2 separate regions of the Sus scrofa genome follow, and region 1 is linked to region 2. A link is a contact called in public HiChIP or PLAC-seq data. All regions are on one chromosome and are shown on one strand. Each heading gives the region's core, a stretch centred on a gene start, on an enhancer-like site or on the middle of the called end of the contact. The rest is flanking DNA. Distances are from core to core; before and after follow the strand shown.

Region 1 (3,163 bases), core at 107-2,606, 55 kb after region 2:
GTGGGAGAATGACTCCCTTTCCCTTCCTGCAGGTCCTAGTAGCAGTGCCGAGTTACAGATAGATGTGCTGTCATGTGAACGGGTGACTTGCTGAAGGCCCCTTCTTCCAGGAAGCCTTCTTTGACTGCTGTAGGGCACAGAGGGCCCAGCCTCTTACAGCTGACAGAACTACCCAGTTCAGAGTTGTTGATGGTTTGTCCTTGAGATGTTTCCCCAGCCTGGCTCGTAGGTCCAATCCGTGTTAATCCACAGCCCCCTGCCCCCCCCCCCCCATGCTATGTGTTCAGTAACTGGAGAGCCTGGGATTCTTTTTTTTTGGGCTTTTTAGGGCCTCGTGCCATATATGGAGGTTCCCAGGCTGGGGATTGAATTGGAGCTACAGCTGCCGGCCCAAGCCACAGGCACAGCAACCGCAGGATCCGAGCAGCCAGCAGCGTCTGCGACGTACACCACAGCTCTCTGCAATGCCGGATCCTTAACCCACTAAGTGAGGCCAGGGATCGAACCCGCAACCTCATGGTTACTAGTGGGATTCGCTTCCCCTGTGCCACCATGGGACCTCCGAGCCTGGAATTCTTGTTCTGAGCCCTTACCCCAGTGCCCCTTGAACTGACTGAGAGCAAAGGCTCAAGTGCTGGTGTTCCTGATCTCATTTATTTCTTCATCCATTCACTATTAAACTTTTTTGTTTGTTTGTTTTTTTCCTCCTGGAGCTTTTACTATGTGCTGAGTGCTGAGTCTGGAGCTACGGAAATTTTAACAGAGCTCCCTCGCCCCGAGCCTGGCACCCAGGGAGGTCGCCGTTCTTGTGGAACCGTTTCTTTTGTTTTCAGGACCAGTTCCTCTGTGCGTGAGAGGAATAAACCCAACTCCTACAGCCCGCGTCTCTGATATTTGACCCCCACCTGGGCCGGGCCCCCTCCATCCCACCCGCGTGCCTCGGAGAACTAGTGGCAGCTGGGAACGCGGCGCGCCCGGGGCCACATCTGGCTGAGCGGGCGCGCACGTGTCACTAAGACGCTCATTCACCGGCGCAGCTGTCACCATAACAACCGGAGCGAGGGAATCCTGGCCAAGGCTGGGGGCGGGAGTGGCGGTCGTGCGAGGGACCCGGAGAGGGCGGGAGCGCAGCGGCCGGGGGAGACCCACCACCGCAGGAGCACCCAGCCCGCCCTGCGCTCCTCGGAGCCCCGCTCCATGCCCAGCCGCGGGAGGGAAGGCGCCACGCACGTCGCCGCCGCGGCCGTCCCCGCAGGCGGGGACGGAGCCGGCCGCCGAGCCGCCGAGCCACCGGGCAGGCCGAGCAGCTGAGCGCCAGCGCCGGGAGCCCTGACTCTATGGCCCCGGGGGAGCGCGCCGGAACCACTGCGCCGACCGTCACCAACCAGGACCCACGCGCCAGCCTGAGGAAGAGGAGAGCCCCGGGCGCCGCCAGCCCCCGCCCAGGGGCGCGTCCGCCGCGGAAAATGGCAGGCAGGTAGCCGGCTCACGCGAGGACCCCCGCGGCGGGCAGGAACCGCCGAGGACGGCGGAGCCCAGAGAGAGGGAGGAGAGGAGCTGCCCGCCCGCCCCGAGCCGCAACCCCACCAGGGCCCTCCCCCGGCGGCGCGCGCCCGCGCGCGCACACACACTTGCACACCGTACCTCTGCTCCTGCCCAGCCTCGCCTGCCCCCAGCGCTTGCCGAACCCCCTGGGGACGGATGCCATGGGTAACAACTTCTCCAGTATCCCCTCTTTGCCCCGAGGAAACGCGAGCCGGGCTCCGCGGGGCCACCCCCCAAACCTCAAAGGTAAGGCTCCATCAGGGCCGGGCGCAGGTGGAAGACTGGGGCGCAAGTGGAGGGGCAGGGAGAGGTGGAGAGGTGTGATTGGGGAGGCCAGGCAGGTGCCACCTGTTGTGCGTATTTGGAGACTAGAGACGCATCTCTGGCCGAGGAGGTGGGCTGGAAGTGGGGGACTGCCGGTGATGGTGATGAAAATCAGGGAGGATGGCGTTCAATGGGGTCTACGCATCTCTGCCAGCCAGCGCTGGTAACGTCACTGGAGTCCCTCAGGCCGTGATGCTAGGTGAGCGTACAGGGGTGAGAAAGGGCGTTTGGCGGGTGGATAGGGGAGTGTGGCAGGATGCTCAGGCCGGCTAGCTGTGCTTCCGGCACCATGGTTTTCTTTTTCATCTGCCCATGGCTGGAGAACTGATGCTGGAAGCACTAGTTGCGTTTCTGATTGGAGAGTCTTACAAACCCAGGACTGATTTATAACAGCCTGGAAGAAGGAGCCAGAGGCAATGGCCTCTGAAGTCCTCTGTAGCTATTGACTTTTTGCGTCCATTGAATTAGCTTGGTTTCTGTTTTCCTGAAGGCCAGATGTTTGGTTGGAACTCTAGAAAGAAGGGGCTGGGAGCCTTGAGACAGAGGGACATTAACCAGCAAGGTCTTTGCCAAGTCCCCCAACTCACCCAGCACCCTAGGCCGGGTTCTCAGCTTTACTTCTTCCAGTGTTGTCTCTGATCTTTGGAAAACACACCTGGACCCTCCCAGGCCCTCAGAGCCCACTGATTCCCTTCAGGAAGCTCCTTTTCAACCACCCTCAAAACCGGCCAGCTCTGGCTGGGCCTTCTGATGGCTAAGGATGGGGAAGGGAAGTCCTCAGGCTTTCACGGAGAACAGTCTACTTCCTGAGCCCTGGGTATGGAAAGGATACAGTAATGCCCTTTGCCGAAGCCCTGAAATTTACAAAGAACGTTCACAAACACCTTTTCAAGTGAGCAAAGAAATTGCTCTGGGCAGTTCTCAGAGCTCATCAGAACCATTTTACAGTTGAGGAGAACTAATGCTTGTTTCAGGTTCCCAAAGCCAGAGAGGAAGAGCTAGTCTGCAGACCTTTTTCTTCTGACCTAGAATTCTGTCCTCTCTTTTGCTGGACAGTTAATCTTCAAGACTGAGGGAGAGGAGGAGAGACGGGACCACCATCCTGCATTCTAACTCCAGCCCTTTCAGAACTTCACATGTCACGCGGCTGGGGAAAAGCAATGGATTTGTTGTGTCTTTCTGGAAACTAACATGGTGGTACATGTCAAGACTTTTAAAAACATATTCATTGGGAAGTTCCCATTGTGGCTCAGCGGTTAACGAACCGGACTAGCATCCATGAGGACATGGGTTC
Region 2 (3,068 bases), core at 200-2,699:
TTTGCACTCCACTTTGACTTTGTGTTCCTTTCTTCTGGCCAGTTTCCCCCAAAAGCTATAGTTAAAAAAAAAAGTCCCCTCTGATCCTGCCGTGAGCAGGCAGTGAGGTTCAGTCTGGGGCCAAGCCGTGTCATCGGCAAAGAGCATGGGACCAGGACCCTTAGGAGGTGAGCAGGGCCATCTCTATATTGTCCGGGGCCGTGCCGTTGCCCGCCAGACCCTGGGCCCACTTGTGCAGGCGGCTGTAGAGTGGGAGGCCCTGGTTCTCACGGTACAAGTAGACGCCAGTGATGGCGTTCCACTGCGGCCGCGGCTGTGTGCCTTCCACTGGGAACTTGGCAACCAGCTCCTCGTCATCCTTGTTGAGCGCCACGAAGCCAAAGAAGCGGCGCACGTTGTTGGCAGCCAACACCCGCGAGTGCACCTCGGCCGTGCGCTGGAAGAGCTGGTCCTCGTTGGTGCGGTACTGTGCCCAGTAGGCCTCCTGGCGGTAGCTGAGTGGGGAGCAGTAATGCTTGAGGCACTTGGTCAGGAACACCAGGATGGCCACCACGCCGATGAGCAGCCACCCGAAGAGCTGGTCAGAGAAGGGGCAGGGTTGAGGGCGGGCAAGGGGCTGCCTGCAGTCCCGCCCCCCCGAGAGGAAGTAGCAGGAGCTGGTCAGAGCCAGTGGGCCGAGCTGAACCTGGCCTCAGAACCCCCTGAGGGCTGGCTCTGTCCTTCCCTGGCCCCAGGTCCCACTTTTCCACCGGCAGCAGGCTCTTCTGACTGGGATTCCTCCTTTTTGTCCTCACTTGCTTGAACTCATACCTTTTCTGGTCTTAGATTCAGCCCCAAGGGTCCCCTCCACATCATCTCAGCCCACCAGCTCAGACTGCCAGGTTCAGCCCTGATGCCACCTCCAGGAAGGCTTCAGAAGCCCCTTGCAGACTTGCTTTCCTTGAGTCCCCTGTGGCCTGGTTCCTCAATTTATATTGTCACTCTGCCTCATTTTAAAATCTTACCCATGTGCTTGTCTTGCTTGGCTGTGAGCCTTTTGAAAGCTAGACAGTCAAGGTCATCTTTGTTTTCCCAGTTAAGCCTGTACAGAGATCTGTGGACATTGGATCATCATCAAATAAATTTTATTTCTATCATCTTCCACCCCCTTTGGTGTCATCTCTGGCCCTCCTTCTCCACTTGTGTTTTTATGGATCCCAGAGGTGATGCTTAGAAAATTGTGTGCTTTTTCCGCTCACACATGCACGCGCTCTCTCTCACCCTGCTTCTCTTGAGTTAATACTTCAGCCGTTTTTCTGTTTCTGCCCTTGCTCTCTCTCCCTGACCAACTCCTTCAGAACTGAGCCAGCGTAGGATCAAGGCGGGAGCTGCTGCTTCCTGACTGGACAGCCCTTCCTGTCTCCAAGGACTCCCCTGATGTCAACGATGCCTGAGGCTGACTCAGTACTGGGCAGGGGCCTTTCCTAGGCCGGGAACATTGCTGGTCCCGTGAGCCAGCCACACGACACTATCAACTCATTGGATGGCCGGGGTTCATCTCAGTCTGGCTGGAGCAAAGGCCTTAATCTGTGACTGGGATCAAGACTCAGTCTAAGCAAGAAGAGCGTTCCTTTAATGTTTAAAACTTTCCTATTTGGGATGGAATTGACTCTTGCCCCACCAAGAGCAAACCCACAGTTACTGATCTGATGCCTGATGCTGACAGTCCAGTGTTTTCCTGGAGAGCTCAGCCCCTGAGGACAATCCGGGCACTTCCCCACCAGCCACCACGTTGGGGAGAAAGAGAAGGGGCTTCCCTTGATACAGCCTTACCTGGGACTCGTACTTGAGCCTGCGGCTGACCTCCTCCCGGAAGCCTGACAGGTTGGCAGGGCCCTCCCCACATGGGAACCTGGCCAGGATTTCTGTGGCGTGGGCCAGTGGGAAGCTCTCTTTTCCAGCTGTGAGCGAGGAGGGATCCACAAACTCGCTGAGAGCACAGACATAGGCCTCACCACGCAGCAGGGAGATGACAGACCAGGTGACAGGGGCCACAGCTGCACGGCCTACAATGGAGCTTAGGAGGAGGAAGTTGGGGGCAGCCGAGCAGTTCTTAGTCCTCCGGTACTGGCACTCGGCCACCAGGTTCCAGGTGTGGTTGTTGAGGATGACGCCGATGAGGAAGAGCGCCAGGGCGGGCACCCCGATGGCTGTCAGCCCGTACAGGTAGTTCCGGGCTGGTGAGCAAGGGCAGTGGAAAGCCACCACAGTGAATAGCTCCTGGCTGCCCACCGTGCCCAGGGCCACCAGCCCATTGAAGATCATCACATCTTTGCTCTTGAAGAAGAGCGATAGGAAGCGGAAGTTTTCTGCAATCAGGGCTGCCATGGTGACAGGTCAGCTGGAGGACCGACAGTAAGAGTGGAGGCAGGAAGGGACCGAGACCGACGGTTCCTGGTGGGACTAGGAAAGCGTGTGGGCTGCTGGGCACCTGAAGGCAGAGCACGGGCTTGGCATTTTATCCTCTGCGGCGGCTGGCCTCGTGCTTCCTGTGGGACAGTACATGACTGATCAGTGTTTGCCTCTGAAAACAGCAACTGGAGGGTATTGTGTAGCCAGGATGGCGAGAAAGGAAGGAGACTTGGGGAGCCCCGGGGCCTGGGTGGAATGAGAGAAGCCACTGTTCACACCTACTACCTGTCAGGTGCTTCACACCCCTCACTGCCCATCCTTGTGCTCCGGCTCTAACCTCCAGTGACAGGAAGTGGAGGCCTCAGGGTGAGCGCTTGCCAGGCTCACATGGGAGTGGCAGAGCTGAGATGCAGTCTCGAGTCTGTCTGCCTCAGACACTTAACGTTCTTTTCACCACCGCAAACTTCCATTAAAACAGGGCCTGGGAATAGCCCTCTGGCATTAGGGGATATGGGATGTCTACTGGCTTCCCGTTTGGGATTCCAGGTCCTGCTAATGTGTGGAGGGACCCAGGACTGTTTGGAGGATGTGTCCTCAAGGCCTCTGGCCCATGAAGACATAAAAGCTGGAATGAGTGTCCTGGTGGACAAGGGACTTGAACTTGACCCTGTGATGTG

Evidence for each region. HiChIP or PLAC-seq counts read pairs in DNA pulled down with a chosen protein or histone mark.
Region 1: an H3K27ac HiChIP or PLAC-seq map of skeletal muscle shows a contact between it and region 2. The contact joins the promoter of NEURL1 here to the enhancer-like site in region 2. A contact is called at or near these places in 1 of 5 promoter capture datasets (fetal skeletal muscle), 5 of 47 Hi-C or Micro-C datasets (embryonic fibroblasts, epiblast stem cells, fetal heart ventricle and 2 more) and 1 of 2 datasets of contacts at active chromatin or transcription factors (skeletal muscle).

The regions. Positions count from the first base shown.
Region 1 is chr14:114,435,531-114,438,693 of Sscrofa11.1, forward strand. It overlaps NEURL1 (E3 ubiquitin-protein ligase NEURL1), which reads left to right and starts at 1,357. Exons shown (of 6, transcript XM_001926877.5): 1 at 1,357-1,791. The coding sequence starts at 1,707.
Region 2 is chr14:114,380,867-114,383,934 of Sscrofa11.1, forward strand. It overlaps PDCD11 (protein RRP5 homolog), which reads left to right. Exons shown (of 38, transcript XR_002338761.1): 38 at 1-1,136. It overlaps LOC100157433 (calcium homeostasis modulator protein 2), which reads right to left. Exons shown (of 3, transcript XM_021073490.1): 3 at 2,363-3,068. Among named protein-coding and RNA genes, the nearest start is that of CALHM3, 31 kb to the right of the region's middle. Within about 2 kb of position 1,450, at least 24 of the 83 cell types and tissues checked have an H3K27ac peak or open chromatin away from gene starts, as enhancers often do. A contact at or near this core is called in embryonic fibroblasts, mesenteric adipose tissue, skeletal muscle and 1 more, where this site is marked.